Regions from separate parts of the Oryctolagus cuniculus genome. Here region 1 is linked to region 2. A link is a contact called in public Hi-C data. All regions are on one chromosome and are shown on one strand. Each heading gives the region's core, a stretch centred on a gene start, on an enhancer-like site or on the middle of the called end of the contact. The rest is flanking DNA. Distances are from core to core; before and after follow the strand shown.

What was found. Hi-C and Micro-C count contacts between places; a contact is called where the count stands out from the background.
Region 1: a contact with region 2 is called in a Hi-C map of an unstated tissue, with 2.8 times the contacts expected there. The contact joins the enhancer-like site here to the promoter of ETV6 in region 2. A contact is called at or near these places in 2 of 6 Hi-C or Micro-C datasets (ear pinna and an unstated tissue).

What each region holds. Positions count from the first base shown.
Region 1 is chr9:109,353,725-109,360,763 of mOryCun1.1, reverse strand. The region is part of intron 1 of ETV6 (ETS variant transcription factor 6); the gene reads right to left. Among named protein-coding and RNA genes, the nearest start is that of ETV6, 78 kb to the right of the region's middle. Within about 2 kb of position 3,558, at least 3 of the 8 cell types and tissues checked have an H3K27ac peak or open chromatin away from gene starts, as enhancers often do. A contact at or near this core is called in ear pinna, where this site is marked.
Region 2 is chr9:109,276,569-109,283,919 of mOryCun1.1, reverse strand. It overlaps ETV6 (ETS variant transcription factor 6), which reads right to left and starts at 5,049. Exons shown (of 9, transcript XM_051850772.2): 1 at 4,808-5,049.

The DNA.
Region 1 (7,039 bases), core at 2,309-4,808, 78 kb before region 2:
CCATCTCATTCTCTCCCTGTGTTGCTCTTGCAAATAAATGAATTAGAGAGAGAGAGAGACCCAAATCCAAAACTTTCTGGGTGCTAACAAGACACCACAGAGGAGAATGCAACTACTAACCCAGAGGTCGCAGTCAAAACATAGATAAAAAAAAATTATGAGGAAAAAGTGTACATAAACCTTAAGTGAATTTCGTGTTTAGACTTTCCCAAGACATCTCATTATGCACATATTCCAAAATCTGAGGGGGAAAAAAAATCCCAAATCTCAAACACTTCTGCTCCCAAGCATCTCGGGTATGGGGTACCCAACGTGCACTCCTGTTTTCCAATGAAAAAAACCTGGTCCCTAACACGTAAGCTCTGGATTGTCCAGAAACATGACTATCAAGTGAGAGGTTGAAGAACCAAACCCAGGAAGTCCAGTTTCAGAGTTCTTAGTTATGCACCTGTGGTTCTCAAAGTGTGGACCCTGGAACTTGGGAACTTGTCAGACTCACAGCTTCTGTGTCCCAACCCAGGCCTACTAAACCAGAAACTCTGAGAGGGGCCTGGCCCACAATTTTCAAGAGCCCTTGGGGTGACTCTGATGAACAACTTGAACACCTGTTTTGAGCACCCCAACATCATGCTACATAGCTTCTCCACAGAGTGGCCAAGGCAGGAGATAGAACACTGCTCCCTGGGCTGGCAATGTGGCACAGCAGGTAAAGCCACCACCTGTGACCCTGGCATCACATATGGCCACCGGTTCAAGACCTGGCTGCTCCACTTCTGATCCAGCTCCCTGCTAATGCACCTGGGAAAGCAGTAGAAGACGGCCCAAGTGCCCAGGCCCCTGCACCCACGTGGGAGACCCAGAAGCAGCTCCTAGCTCCTGGCTTCAGCCTCGCCCAGCGCCAGCCACTGTGGTCATCTGGGGAGTGAACCAGTGGATCCTCTCAAAAAACACTGCTCCCTGGCTGGAACTGGCCTCACCTGGAAATGAACAAAGGGCAAAACACCTGGGTTGGCATTTCTCTCAGTGTAGGGAGTGGCCTAGGGCTGGGGCCTGGAAGAACAATCTCAATTCTATTTTTCAGAGAAGTCAATTGGGCATCTGGGACTTTATCTGAGCTTTGACATCGAGAGGCCCTGGACAGTCTTAGAACAGTTCGAGTCTTTCCTAACAACTGGATGTCAGTCAGCAGATTTAATACGCTACAATGTGCCAAACTACCTACCCCTAGATTAAAACTGAAATTCAAAAAGGAAAGCTTTGTTTCCAATGTGTTAACTTGGCATCCAACATGCCTAGCAGGTGGACTTATCTGTTCTTACCAGGAGCGTTAATTCAATTAGCCAACCTTCTGCTTCTGCTTCTCCTTCCTGGAGCTGCTCACCTTTTAGTCATTTCACTGTTCATTAGTGCCTGCTCACAAGCAGGGGAAGGGGCAAAGGTGAGGAAACTCAAAGGAGTCGATTTTTCTCCTCATTAGCAGTTCTGGCAAAGACTGGGTTGGGGAAGAACTGTGACTGGCTAAAAGGAGACAGGAGATGATCGTTGGGCTTCAGTTTTTCAGGCCCCCTCACTGCTATGGATCAGATGCAGTCCTGCCAGCCTAACTTGACAGTGACAGCCCAGTCTGCAAGTGAACAGAAGTATCATGTTGAAATTCGCTGTGGCATAGTGGATAAAGCCGCCTTCTGCAGTGCCGGCATTCCATACGGGTGTTGGTTTGAGACCCGGCTGCTCCACTTCCGATCCAGCTCTCTACTATGGCCTGGGAAAGCAGTGGGAAGATGACCTGAGTCCTTGGGCCCCTGTACCCATATGGGAGACCCAGAGGAAGCTCTTGGCTCCTGGCTTCTGATTGGTGCAACTCTGGCCATTGCAGCCACTTGGGGAGTGAACCAGAGGATGGAGGACCTCTCTCTGCCTCTCCTTCTCTCTGTGTAACTCTGACTTTCAAATAAATAAATACATATTTTTAAAAAATTCCAGAATTCCTACCCAGGTAACCTATGGGATCATCTTCAGTAAATTATAGATCTCTAAAGTGCCAAGGTCAGGGGCAGCAGGCACTTGGCCTAATGGTTAAAACACCCACATGCCACATGGGAGTAGCCCCGGCCATGGTAGGCACGTGGGGAGTGAGCCAGTGGATGAGGGAGCTCACTGGCTCACTCACTCTCTCTCCCCCTCTCATGTCTCTGTTCCTCAAATTAAAAGTGCCAAGGTCACGGACTTATTTTTATTTTAAAGATTTATTTTTATTTATTTTAAAGGCAGAGTTACAGAGAGGTAGAGAGAGAGAGGGAGGGAGGGAGAGAGAGAGAGAGGTCTTCTGGAAATCCACTGGTTCACTCCTCAAATATCCATAATGACTACAGCTGGGCCAGGCCAAAGCCAGGAGCCTAGAGTTTCTTCTGGGTCTCCTACATGGGTTCAGGGGCCCAAGGACTTGGGCCATCCTCCACTGCTTTCCAAGACTCACTAGCATGGAGTTGGATCAGAAGTGGAGCAGCCGGGGCTCAAACCAGTGTCCATATGGGATGTTGGCACTGCAGGTCGGGGCTTTAAACAACTGAGCCACAGCACCAGCCCTAGTCATGGACTTTTCACCACAGGTGACAAAACTCATGGAGTGATCCCTTCTCTGCAGATCCTGTTTTTTAAAAAAAAATTATTTATTTATTTTGAAAGGCAGCGTTACAGAGAGGCAGAGGCAGAGGCAGAGAGGGGTCTTCCATCCACTGGCTCACTTCCCAAATGGTCTCAATGGCCAGAACTGCACCAATCCACAGCCAGGATCCAGGAGCTTCTTCTGAGTCTCCCATGTGGGTGCAGGGTCCAAGGACTTGGGCCATCTTCTACTGCTTTCCCAGGCCATAGCAGAGAGTTGGATGGGAAGTGGAGCAGCTGGGACTCGAACCAGCACCCACATGGGAAGCTGGCACTGCAGGTGGCGGCTTTACCTGCTACACCACAATGCCTATTCCTACATTTCCTTTTAATTCCGTGTTTCCAGGAACCTTTTTTTTTTTTTTTTTTTTACAGGTAAAGTTATAGACACAGAGAAAGGTCTTCCTTCCGTTGGTTCACTCCCCAAATGGCCGCTACGGCCAGCGCTGCACTGATCCGAAGCCAGGAGCCAGGTGCTTCTTTCCAGGAACTTTTTGAAGCCCCCACTACTTCCACCCAGCACTGTCTCCAGGATCATTTCGGGGAAGGGGCTCTGCTGGTGGCTCTTGATGACCTTTAAAGACTAACACTGGTCGTGAATGTGCTAATAATACTCTTCGTATCTTCAGCTATCGTCTTTCCCCTCGATAATCCCCAATCCAAACAACCCCAGCTCCCGTTCCTTTGCCAAATCTGTACAGACTGCCACTAGTCATGTTCACAGCCTCTCACTAGGAAGAGGCTGGGCACTTTCTGCTGGTGGAAGCCCGAGGCCATAGTGGGAGAGGAGGCGGTAACCCACGCCCTCACTTCCTGGATGACTCAGAGCCAGCAAGCGTGCCGGGGCCCAGGCAGCAGGAGCTCCTGCCCTCGGTGTCACCGCAACACCACTTCCTATTTCAGGGAGGGAAGTGGCCAAGTGGTCCAGGGTAGGGAAGAGGAAGGATGGGCAGAGGCCCTGCTCAGTCTTCATCCCCCTTTCCCTTCACCCTCCGTCTGCTCCCATCCATTGCTCTGTGCTGAGTTGTGGCACCTGGACCCAACTCTTTCCTCCCATGCAGCCTGGCTGCTCCATGACCCTGCCTTGGCACCCCCCAAAGCAGCCACAGCACGTTTCTCACTGTGAGAGCCACTGCTCAGAGACGCAGAGCTCAGCCACGTCACACACAGCCTGGCCTCGTGACTCGGCAGCTGGAACTTCCTCACCATCCCTGGGGAGGAGGAAAGGTCGGTGTGACTTGTCTGTGCAGGAACACAGGACAAGAGCTTGTCCTTTGGGAAAGAGAGTCTTTACATCAGTACCCAAGGCATTCTTTCACATTCTAGACCTAACACATCTCCAGCACTTGGCTTTAAAGTGTTTTGGGGGCAAGCACTTGACACAGCACTTCAGATGCTGCTTGGGATGCCTGCATCCCATATCGAAGTGCCTGCGTTCAAGTCCTGGATTCGCTCCCAATTCCAGCTTCCTTTAGGGGCAGCAGATGATGGCTCAGGTACCTGGATCCTTGCCACTTACGTGGGAGGCTTGGGCTCTTGGTTTCAGCCTGGATCAGCCCCAGCCATTGTGGGCATTTGGGCAAGGAACCAGCAGATCTTTGTCTGTCTGTCTTGCAAACAAAGTTAAAAAAATAATAATAAATTAAAACTCTAAAGTTGGTATGTCTAATTTGCAGTATATTGTGTAAAGAGATCATGCAATAATTTGGAGCAAGGACCATACTCTCTTCACCAAAAAAACATGAGTGCCACCGTAGACCCCAGGCAGCACTTCTCCATGCGAAATGCAGGCCCCCTCTCAGGGCAAATTCAGGCTCCAGGGCCCTGGGCTTCAAGTCCCCTCTCTCCAGGAGGTTCAATAATGGGGCGGCAGCTTCTTCAGTCCTTCAACATCATTTAAAATTTTTTTTCTAAAGATTTACTTATGGGGCCAGCACTGTGGCATAGTGGGTAAAGCTGCTGCCTCTGACACAGGTCATCCCATATGCATGCTAGTTCCTACGCTTGCTGCTTCACTTTCGATCCAGCTCCTTGCTAATGGCCTGGGAAAAACAGTGAAGAATGACCCAAGTGTTTGGACCTCAGCTACCCACATGGAAGACCCAGATGGAGTCCTGGGCTCCTGGCTTTTATCTGGTGCAGCTCCAGCCATTGTGGCCACTTGGGGAATGAGCCAGTGGATTAAAGCCATCTCTCTCTCTCTCTCTCTCTCTCTCTGTCAATCTGTCAATCTGTCAAATAAATAAATTTAAAAAAAAAAATTTGCTTATTTATTTGAAAGATGGAATAACAAAGGTCGGGGTGGGGGAGAAGAGAGTAACTTCAGCCACTGGTTCATTCCCCAAATGGCTGTAATGGCCAGGCTGGACCAGGCCAAAGCCAGGAGCCAGGAACTCCACTCAGGTCTCTCAAATGGGTGTCAGAGGCCCAAGCACCTTGGTCCATCGTCTGCTGCTTTCCCAGGCACATTAACAGAAAGCCAGACTGGAAGCAGAGAGCCGAGACTTGAACGGGTGCTCACGTAGGATGCTAGCGTCACAGTTGACAGCTCAGTCCACTCTACCACAACGCCCACCCCATACCATCTCTGATTTAATCTGTTCCTCTGCCAGTTCTGAATAGTGGAAAAACCACACTGACTGCCTCAACAGATTGGATGAAACCCCAAACATGGCCCCAGCAACTTCAGAAAACAAAGAAACCAAGACCCTGACAATTCCTGTCTGGATGACTCTCTCTGAATCACAGACCAGCGAGCTGTCAGAGGCCCTGGCAGTGTCTGGGTCTGAAACTTCGATGGCCCTAAAACTGACTCCCACTTATTCCAAAATACAGCAGACAGCACGGTGCAGCCACCCAGGGCCCTGTGCTGCTCTGTGCTTGTTTTAATGTTCTGCTCTGGCTAGCTTGGAAGACTTCACAATTTTTGAACAAGGGGCCCTGCATGTGCACTTTGCACAGTGTTTTGCCAATTATATAGCTGGTCAGAGTCATTTCAATATACCCAGTAAGTGTGGGAAGATGGGCCAAAAGAAGTAGGGTATGGCCAAGCAGGATGTGGGGATCTGGACAGGGCAGGGACACAGTGGAGGTTGGGAGCTGGTCACGTGGAAGGGGAGCCCAGGGTGCCTGCAATGGGTCGACATCTCCAGGATGGGCCTCTCAAGGGCACACAAGAACTATCGCTCACTTTGGAGCACCAGTTTTGGAAATTCCCCAGGACTCTCTCTAATGTTTAATGATGGGCCTTATTTTCTCTAATTTATACAAAGTCTAACTTTCCCCTCATGTTCTATTAAGATTTGTTGTAAAAGAGGACACTCTGTTCTTTTCTTCTCAGCTTGAAAGCAATTTACATGTGTTAAGGGGCTGTTGGGATTGAGAAAACTCCACTTCCTGGCTTCGAATTCTTGGTCCAAAGTCCAAGCTCCATCAGCCAAAGCGCTGGGGCTGCAGCAAGGAGTTCAATGTCAGACACCACCCATGGTTGGGAGGTGAAGAGGATCAGGGGTCGTCACCCACAAGCCTAGGTCTGTTTGAGTGCAAACTTCTCTCAGCGATCAGCAATGAACCACAGGACAAGAACTGCCCCAAAGCAATTCGCCAACTAGAGGCCTTGGGAAAGCTTTTCCTAGTTTCTTCAAAAGGATCCAGAAGACAAAGACACTCTTTCTTTGAATGTCTCAATAACTGTCTTGTGATCACCTGCAGGCACATGAGGTCAAGCCTTTTATTAATGTCCTCAGACAGCCACAGATCTTACACGCATGCCCCACAGCATCAAGACATTATGGGCGGGCGGGCGGGGGGGGGGGGGGGGGCTTGTCAAAATGACAGCTGTTGAGTATAAGTAAATATTCCACAGCACCCTGCTTGTTACCCCAGTCTATCGTAATCCCTGTGTATAGCCTCTCCTCCAGAACCAAGAAAGCAGCAGGAAGCAGAGACCTTTGATGGGTTCTATGTCACTCAGCGCCGCCTGCGCATCCTAATCGGAGATGAAATAGGGAGCCGAAGCAACTGCCTTCAGAGCTCCAGGTTTTCCCACTCCTGGGGAGGCAGGGCTGGATGCCTGCTTTTTGGTTGAAGGAAGAAAACGCAGCTGAGCAGGCACAGCTGTATTTGGAGCAGGGTGGAGCAGCAGCGTTAACATGCACGGTGCAGGAAGAGCAATGACACAGGCAAAATGAGAAAAGGAAGCCGTAGATCTGTGTGCGCTGCCGGCCAAAGGCACTCAGCATCGCCTCTGAAACGCCTTGTCCAGAGGAGCGCTCGCTATTTACCACACTTGGCTCGCTGACCCTTGGAATCAAAATCCACCTACTTTATTTTAGATCTAAAAGATAAGGAATCTGTGCCTACTCAAAAGATTGAG
Region 2 (7,351 bases), core at 3,800-6,299:
TTTCCTTCATAGGAGAAATGCAGCGCCACTCAGATGCACAGATTTGTCTTAGTTCTATTCAACTCTGCTGCTCCCACTTGGGGTAGTTGTTGTTGTTGTTGTTTTTTTTTTTCTTGATGCACCAGCCCTGAAAAGGATACTTTCCATTAATGGCCCCTCTCTGGGTAGCTATCACACTGGCAGGCTTTGGTGTTTGCAACAGAGGTCCCTACAAATAAATGAGAGAGGAAATAAGTTTGGATGACCCTGAATAAGAGTCCATGGCCAACTCAAGGATTGCTCTGGGGGCACCTGACAGCAGCCACTAGTGCCTTCAATCCAAAGCAGGACCACAAGACTGCAAAGGGTGGCCCACATACCACAATGCCTGGGTTTTGAAATTTTTTTGCACCCAACTGAACTAAGCTTTTAATTCCATTTTGCAAGAACTTTTCGAAGTGCCCTCTGGCAAGTCCATCAAGCCCTTCTTCCCTCATCCCCTACCTCCCACGACTTCCTCTTCTCACACCTGACTGTCACCGTCACCGCCCAATGCGCCCACACACACCACCTTCCCTGGTGTCTCTCTCTGTGCCCTCAGACCTGGTGGCTCATGATTAAAATGGACCAGGTGAAGAAGTGCCAGGGAGGGTGAAGTCTACTGTTTCAAATTTCCTTGGCCTTTCCTGGGAACACAGTACAAAGCAACAGAATGTTGTGGCCTGAGATCCAGTGTGCCTGTACTGCTCCAAACCCGGTTCATGCAATAATCCACTGATACTGCCCTCTACAAAAATAGGAGTTTGGTCCAGGTGATCCTTAAGGTGTCTCAACTCCAAATGGCCAAAAAGGCCCACATTCCACCGTCAGGGAAACCGAGGGACCCTTCAAGGCCTGCTCATTGGAACCTTTCCAAGCGAGGCTTCAAGCCTCTTCATTGCATCCTTTGCTCGATTCCTTTTTTACTTAGTTACAAGAGCAGTTTTTGAGAATTTTGTCCAAATAATAAAGCATTCTATTCATAACTTTTGGACAGGAGTGGACATTTGGCCACAGCAGTTAAGTCGCTGCTTGGGATACCACATCCCTTATCAGAGAGCCTGAGTTTGGATCCTGGATCCCAGCTTCCTGCTAATATGGATCCTGGAAGGCAGCAGTGAGGACTCAAGCAGTTGGCTCCCCGGCACCCACGTGGGAGATCCAGATTGGGTTCCAAGCTCCTGGCTTCAGCCTGGCCCAGCCTTGGCTGTTGTCGGCATTTGGATAATGAATTACAGATAGGAGATCTGACTGTCTCCCTTTGCCTTTCAAATACAATGAAAATAAATAAATAAGTTTTGAAGTAATGAAAATAAATAAATAAGTTTTGAAGTAACAGTTTTTGAACAGACATGCAGGAAAAGCTTTGCCCCTGTGAGGCAGCAGGCTGGCCCTATTACTCATGCAAGCAAGTGGAGGAAGGCGTTGTCACCCTGAGGTTACACTTGGACAGAGAGAGGAAAGAGTGCTCACGTCCTCCCACACCTCCCTTCTCAATCAGCAAACATTACAGAGAAACATTTCTGTGCCAACTGCCAAGCTACATACTAGGACAGCAAGATAATCATCACTAAACCCAAGGGGCTCAGAGTCCAGCAGGAGAGCTCGGAGAGTCTCCTAGTTAGTAACAAAATACAGAGAGCGAGAGCAAGAGAGAGAGAGAGATTGCATTCAGCTATGAAAGCCGACCAATAAGGAGAGCAGGGAGAGAGGGGACCAAGGACATCATGTGACTAGCTTTTGTATTCTGGGCAGCCCTGGCCCACTAAAGCACTGTGCCAAGCCTTACAAAAGACTGTATCTGCTGGGCCATAACCACTTTCCACTGCAACTTGGCTGAACTTAAAACTGAACAGGTGACTTGAAGGTGAAAGCCGATGATGGAAAAGACAGCCTCTTCCTCCTTCCTGTGACCAGCCGTCAGCTGCGCAGTCCTGAGACACACTGGATGTTTTACACCGGGAGCCGATCCCGTCCTTGCGTTCAAGCAACCCCGAATGCTCAGGAATTCAAGCACCTAAACTCTCCTGACGAGAGGGCCACGACACACAGCAGGGCAGCCCAGTGCACAGATACAGTCAGCTCCACTAGTTTGAGTGACCCTGTGCTCCTCAACCTCTCTTCTCCTCCAGTCAAAAAATGTGGGTTTGACACTCACCTCCCTGGGTGAACGAAAGATGCTTATAAAATGCAAAAGAAAGATAAAAGGCCTGATCAGGCACTCCCTGTCAATCACGGCCACATACGTGATCTTTGCAAAGGTGTCACCCACTGACCGGTTCAGACATTCTGGCCTTGGCAACTTCTCCCAAACAGGACCCAACTCCCTTCCAGGAGAATGGACAGGACACGGCTGAGAAGTAAACAAAGTACTTCCCTTTGCGGCTGCCTCTGGTCAGCCCTCAGAGCTGCATCTCCCCAGTGCTAAGGAATTTACTGCTTGCTGCTCACCAGCTGTTTGTAAGGCAGGAGAGGAGAGGGGGAGAGAAACCTCTCCACGTGCACAGCAAGCCTTCCTGGTGGCTTGTCTTCAGCACATGTCATCAGCCCATCCCTGGAACGCTGACATGGGTCCTCCACCCCACTGCAAAGTCTGGTTTACTGCACCCTGGAATTAGCCCTTCTAGAAGCAAGCAACTTGCTTGTGGGTCTCAGTAGTTTCTACGGTGCATTCACTGTACCACATCCCAAGAAGTACATCAAACGAGCACCCGTCCCCAGAATGTTTTCAGAAGACCTGGAATAATCCCGGTCCTTGGAACACTGTGAATTAAACCATCTCCATGGCGAGACACTCTTCACAGATAAGCACCTAAATGGACACGTACATGGTCTCAGCAAAGACCCACATACTGGATCCACACAGCACAAGCCAAAAAGAAGAGTGGTACTTCCTTGACTGCTAAAGAACGTTCCATCTATTTTAATTACACAGAAGTACACAGCGATGAAGAGGCACCCAAAAAGAACTGAGAGTATAAGCCATAAGGGAAAAAAATTACCTTATGCAAATCACAGTTGCAATTTTCATGTTGCATTTAAGAAACTGCTTTGTTTGGGTTTGGTTCTGTATGTGTGGGTATGGAAAGGGAATGTGTACTCCTCTTCCACTAGAATATGAAGAAACAATCCACTCTGAACAGAAGAGACCCAATCTCTTAAGAGGAGGTGTCAAGAAAAGTTACAGAAAGACTTGTTTCTCTTTTCAGCCTAAAGTTACGGCCCAGGAGTTGGTCCAGATTTTCCTGGTGTCAGGTTTATCGCCATCAAGCTAAATACAATTTGCTGATCTAATACCCTATTATTTAGTTACCTCTGTTTTTGTTATGAAGTGTCAAATAAATTAGATTATCTATACCGCAGGATTTTCCTGAACTCGATGGAGAATCTAATTTATACCACAAAAGAAATTGGCTTTGAAGTATCAAAGAACCCCACATTCTTTACTGTGGCACCCCCTCCACACCCACGGACGGGCTGCCAGTCCCAGGTACTCACAAGCACAGAAGCTCAGATGTTCCACTGGGCATTTTCATGAGGCAAAAACAAAGAAACCCAACCTACCTTTTGGGTTCACACTAGCCCTACTTTAGAAATCTCTCCTGATAAGCAAACACGAAAAACTAAACATGGAGATCGAGTAAGCAAGGATCATAAAGTACCACCTTCCCCCCTCCACAGAACCCAACTGAAAAGAGGGGAGAAAAAGTCAGGCACAGGGACAGGGCTTCCTGATTCCCCAGAGAAGAAGGCAGGTGATCAGCCCATGGCTTCTGCGTGTCCGTCCCACACACACCCACTACAGAGGCCAGGCCAGCAGCCGCAGGAGCAGCCCCTCAATGAAGCAAAAAGCCTTACACCTGGGCACTGCCGGGCCCCGGGAAATGCGAGCACAAGACAAGCAGCGAGGGGGAGACCAACCACTCACCCTGCCTCCCAACGGTAGCAAACTTTACAACAACTTTTTCTAGAAGCAACAAACCGCGGTAGGCACCACTGCACTGACAGCTACAACACGCACAACCACTCGGACACCAAGGGCCGCGTTTGCTAATGTCCACTCTCCTGCAAAACGCAGCCAGGGAGTCGTGCACTGTCACGGAAGGTCATTCTGCGTGGTCGCTCACTGCTTTTTCCTCGTGCACCACAGGAGTTTTCTACTTGGGGGATTGCTCAACTTTCATATGCATTGGAATAAAATAACTATTCAGCAACTTGATTCACCTTGGTTTTTAAAAAAAAATTCATTGTGCAATGCCCAAGAAAAGCTGACACCAGGACAGACTCTCCCACCGCGCTTGCAATTACAATCAGAGGGGGGAAAATCTTCTATGATCCGACAGACCCAGGGAATCCTTAAAAAAAAAAAAAAAAGAATCCTACCCGAGTAGGGGCCGGAGAACTTTTTTTCCCCCCCTAAGGAGACCACCCCTCGGGAAGAAAAGTTATATCTCATTGCAATCACATGTGGGGTGTAGGAATAGGGGCAGGTTTTTTTTTTTTTTTTTTCCCTCTTAAGCGCACTAATTACAGTGGGTGTTTTACAGCGATGGAAGCACCCAGGGTTCCACCTGAGCGATCGTGACGGGCATTTCATTGTCAAAAAGAGAAGGGCTAGAGACGGGGCCGGGGGCCGGCCGGGGCTCGGCAGCAAGGTTACGCTAAGGGGACGGCCGCCGCCGCCTAGCCGCATCCCCTGCCCTTCGCGCCCCGGGGAGCCCGGCGCGCCTGCCCCGGCCGCTGCCGCGCGAGGTCCGCGACCCGGAGAGGGAGGGGAGCGGGGCTTTACCTTAATGCTACACTGAGCAGGAGTCTCAGACATGTCTCACAGCGGGGGAGAGCAGCAAGTTCTCAGTGTTTTTCCACTTTCCTTGCCTCTCCCCAACCCCGAACGGCTCCTCGGCCAGCCGGACGCGGTCATTTAAGAAGTTTCTTCCAGCATCTCGCCCCCTCGGCAGCCGCCCCGGGGGTCTTGCGAGCGCGCGCGGCGGCGGCGGCGGCGGCGGCGGCGGGCGCGGCGCGGCGCGGCGGGGCGGGGCGGGGCGGGCGCCGGCGGAGCGGCGCGGGGCGCGGGGCGCGCGGGGGCGTGGGAGCCGGGCCGAGCGCGGCCGCGGGGTCTGCAGGGCGCGGCGCGGCGACCCGGGGCGCAGCCGGCCGGCCTCGCGTCTCTCCTCCCACCCGCGGCCGGCGCCCCCGCCCCCCGCCGCCGCTCCCCGCTCGCGCCCTCGAATGTTTTCCTTCCTGGAAGAGAGAAACTGAAAGGCAGAACTGAGAAAGCGCTTTGCTCATTGATCTTGAGAGTTTCAGGGCAGAAACTGACGTGAATTCCCAGCACAGAGCTCTGCCTCTTAAAGGAGCCACCAGGAAATACGGGCTCGGGTTACAGCCCCGCATCGCGCCGCCGAGCGGCCGGCGGGGGAGGGGCGCCGCGGGGGCGCGGCCGGGGGCGCGCGGCGCGGACCCCCGCCCCCCGGCACCGGGCCGGGGCCGCCCCGCGCCGCGCGGGCCCCGCTTGCTCGCCGCAATCGCGGGCCGCTCGCAGGACGCCTCCTTGGCAAGCGTCACGCGGGGTCTGCAGACGCCCCCCGAGCGGGCTTTATTCCACCGCGCCTACCTCCCCCGGCTCCGTCCCGCAGACGCAGGGAAATGAATGCGCAAGGTTTATTTATTTATTTATTTATTTTTAAGAAAAAAAAAAAAAAAAAGAAAACCGTTTCCCCTTCACACACCCAGCGCAGCGGCCAGGAGCCTAACTATCCGTGAGGGGGCATTCCGGTCAGAACGCGGAATCCGAAGGAGGAAATGCAACAATAGCCTTTGTTCTGCTTCTGGACCGCGGCCGCTTTAAGAGAAGCCACCAGGAAATGGGGGATCGGGTTACAGCTGCGCCCGGGCCGGTGCCGGGAGCCGAGCGCCCGCGCGCGACGCCTCACACAAAGCCCGGCCGCCGCGGCCCGCGACGCGGGGCCACGCCAGCGGGGCGCCCCGGGATGAGAGGGGCGCCTCCCCCGGTCCGCCACCCGCACCCCGCTAGGCTGAGGAGAACGCCGAGGCGCCGCGGGCGCTTCCCGGGCCGGGCACCGAGGCGGCCGCATTCCCTCGCTGACCCCTCTCCCTCCCCGTGTGGAAATCCACTGCCCGTTTAAAGAAACAGCGGCCGCCGCCGACCGACCGAGGCGACGCGGCTACCCGGGTGGCGGGACGCGCGCCTGCGGCGGGGGCGCGGGTGTCCGGGAGCCGCGGGAAGCCGGCGGGCTCGGGTCCCAGGGCCACCGCACTGGGGTCGTCGTCGTGGACGGCTGCTTGGGCAGGCTGGAGACCCCGTCGCGAGGAGGCTTCCGAGGGACTTCGGGTGTGGGTGTGCGGTGGAAAGCGACACATTGTAATGTTTTCCCCGTCGCATGTCACGAATATATAAATACATAGTATAAACATGTAGATGCGTGTACACCCGTATGTTCCCTGCCCGCTTCCCTTCACCCTTCCACACTGTGTGTAAATGCGTGCAGACCCCCGTGGATACTTTGGTTCACACATTCATCAACACGCTCCGAACTAGCATTTATGAAAGGGTGGGGGAGAGACCTGTTGCCATAAAGGAGAAGTGGGGCTCTGTAACCTGGAAGTCCGAGTCTTGTCCACACCTGGCCACCTGCTCCTGCCCCTTCACAAGGTTCCGTCTACCTTGCTCCTCCTCCTGTTTGCAGAGGATCTGCTGTCCCGGGGCTGGGTGAAGTCCCATAAACCACTTGCTTATCAAAATGATCTCCAAGCTTCTGTGACCCGGGGAGGGGACATAGTACCTATCTAATATGACTCTCCTATTAAAGGAGAAAACATAAACAGTAATCAATCCTGCCTGCTCCCCAGGGGATGCCTCAGACCTGGACGGTTCTGAACCTGGCATTCACTATTTTTCTATACAAACATATCTGTAATAAAGTTTAACTTAGAAGTTAGGTGCACAAGAGATGAACAACCACAGTTAATGAAATAAAGCAACTGTAAAAGTATCCTGTAATAAAGTCATTTAAAAACTATAAGGGGGCTGGTGCTGTTGTGTAGCGGGTAAAGCTGCAACCTGAAGTCCCGGGATCCCATATGGGCACCTGTTCGAGTCCCGGCTGCTCCACTTACCTTCCAGCTCTCTGCTATGGCCTGGGAAAGGAGTAGAAGATGGCCCAAGTCCTTGGGCCTCTGCTTTCGCGTGGGAGACCTGGAAGAAGCTCCTGGCTCCTGGCTTTGGATCAGCGCAGCTTCTGCCGTTCCAGCCAATTGAGTGAACCAGAAGATGGAAGACCTCTCTCTGCCTCTCCTTCTCTCCTTGTGTAAC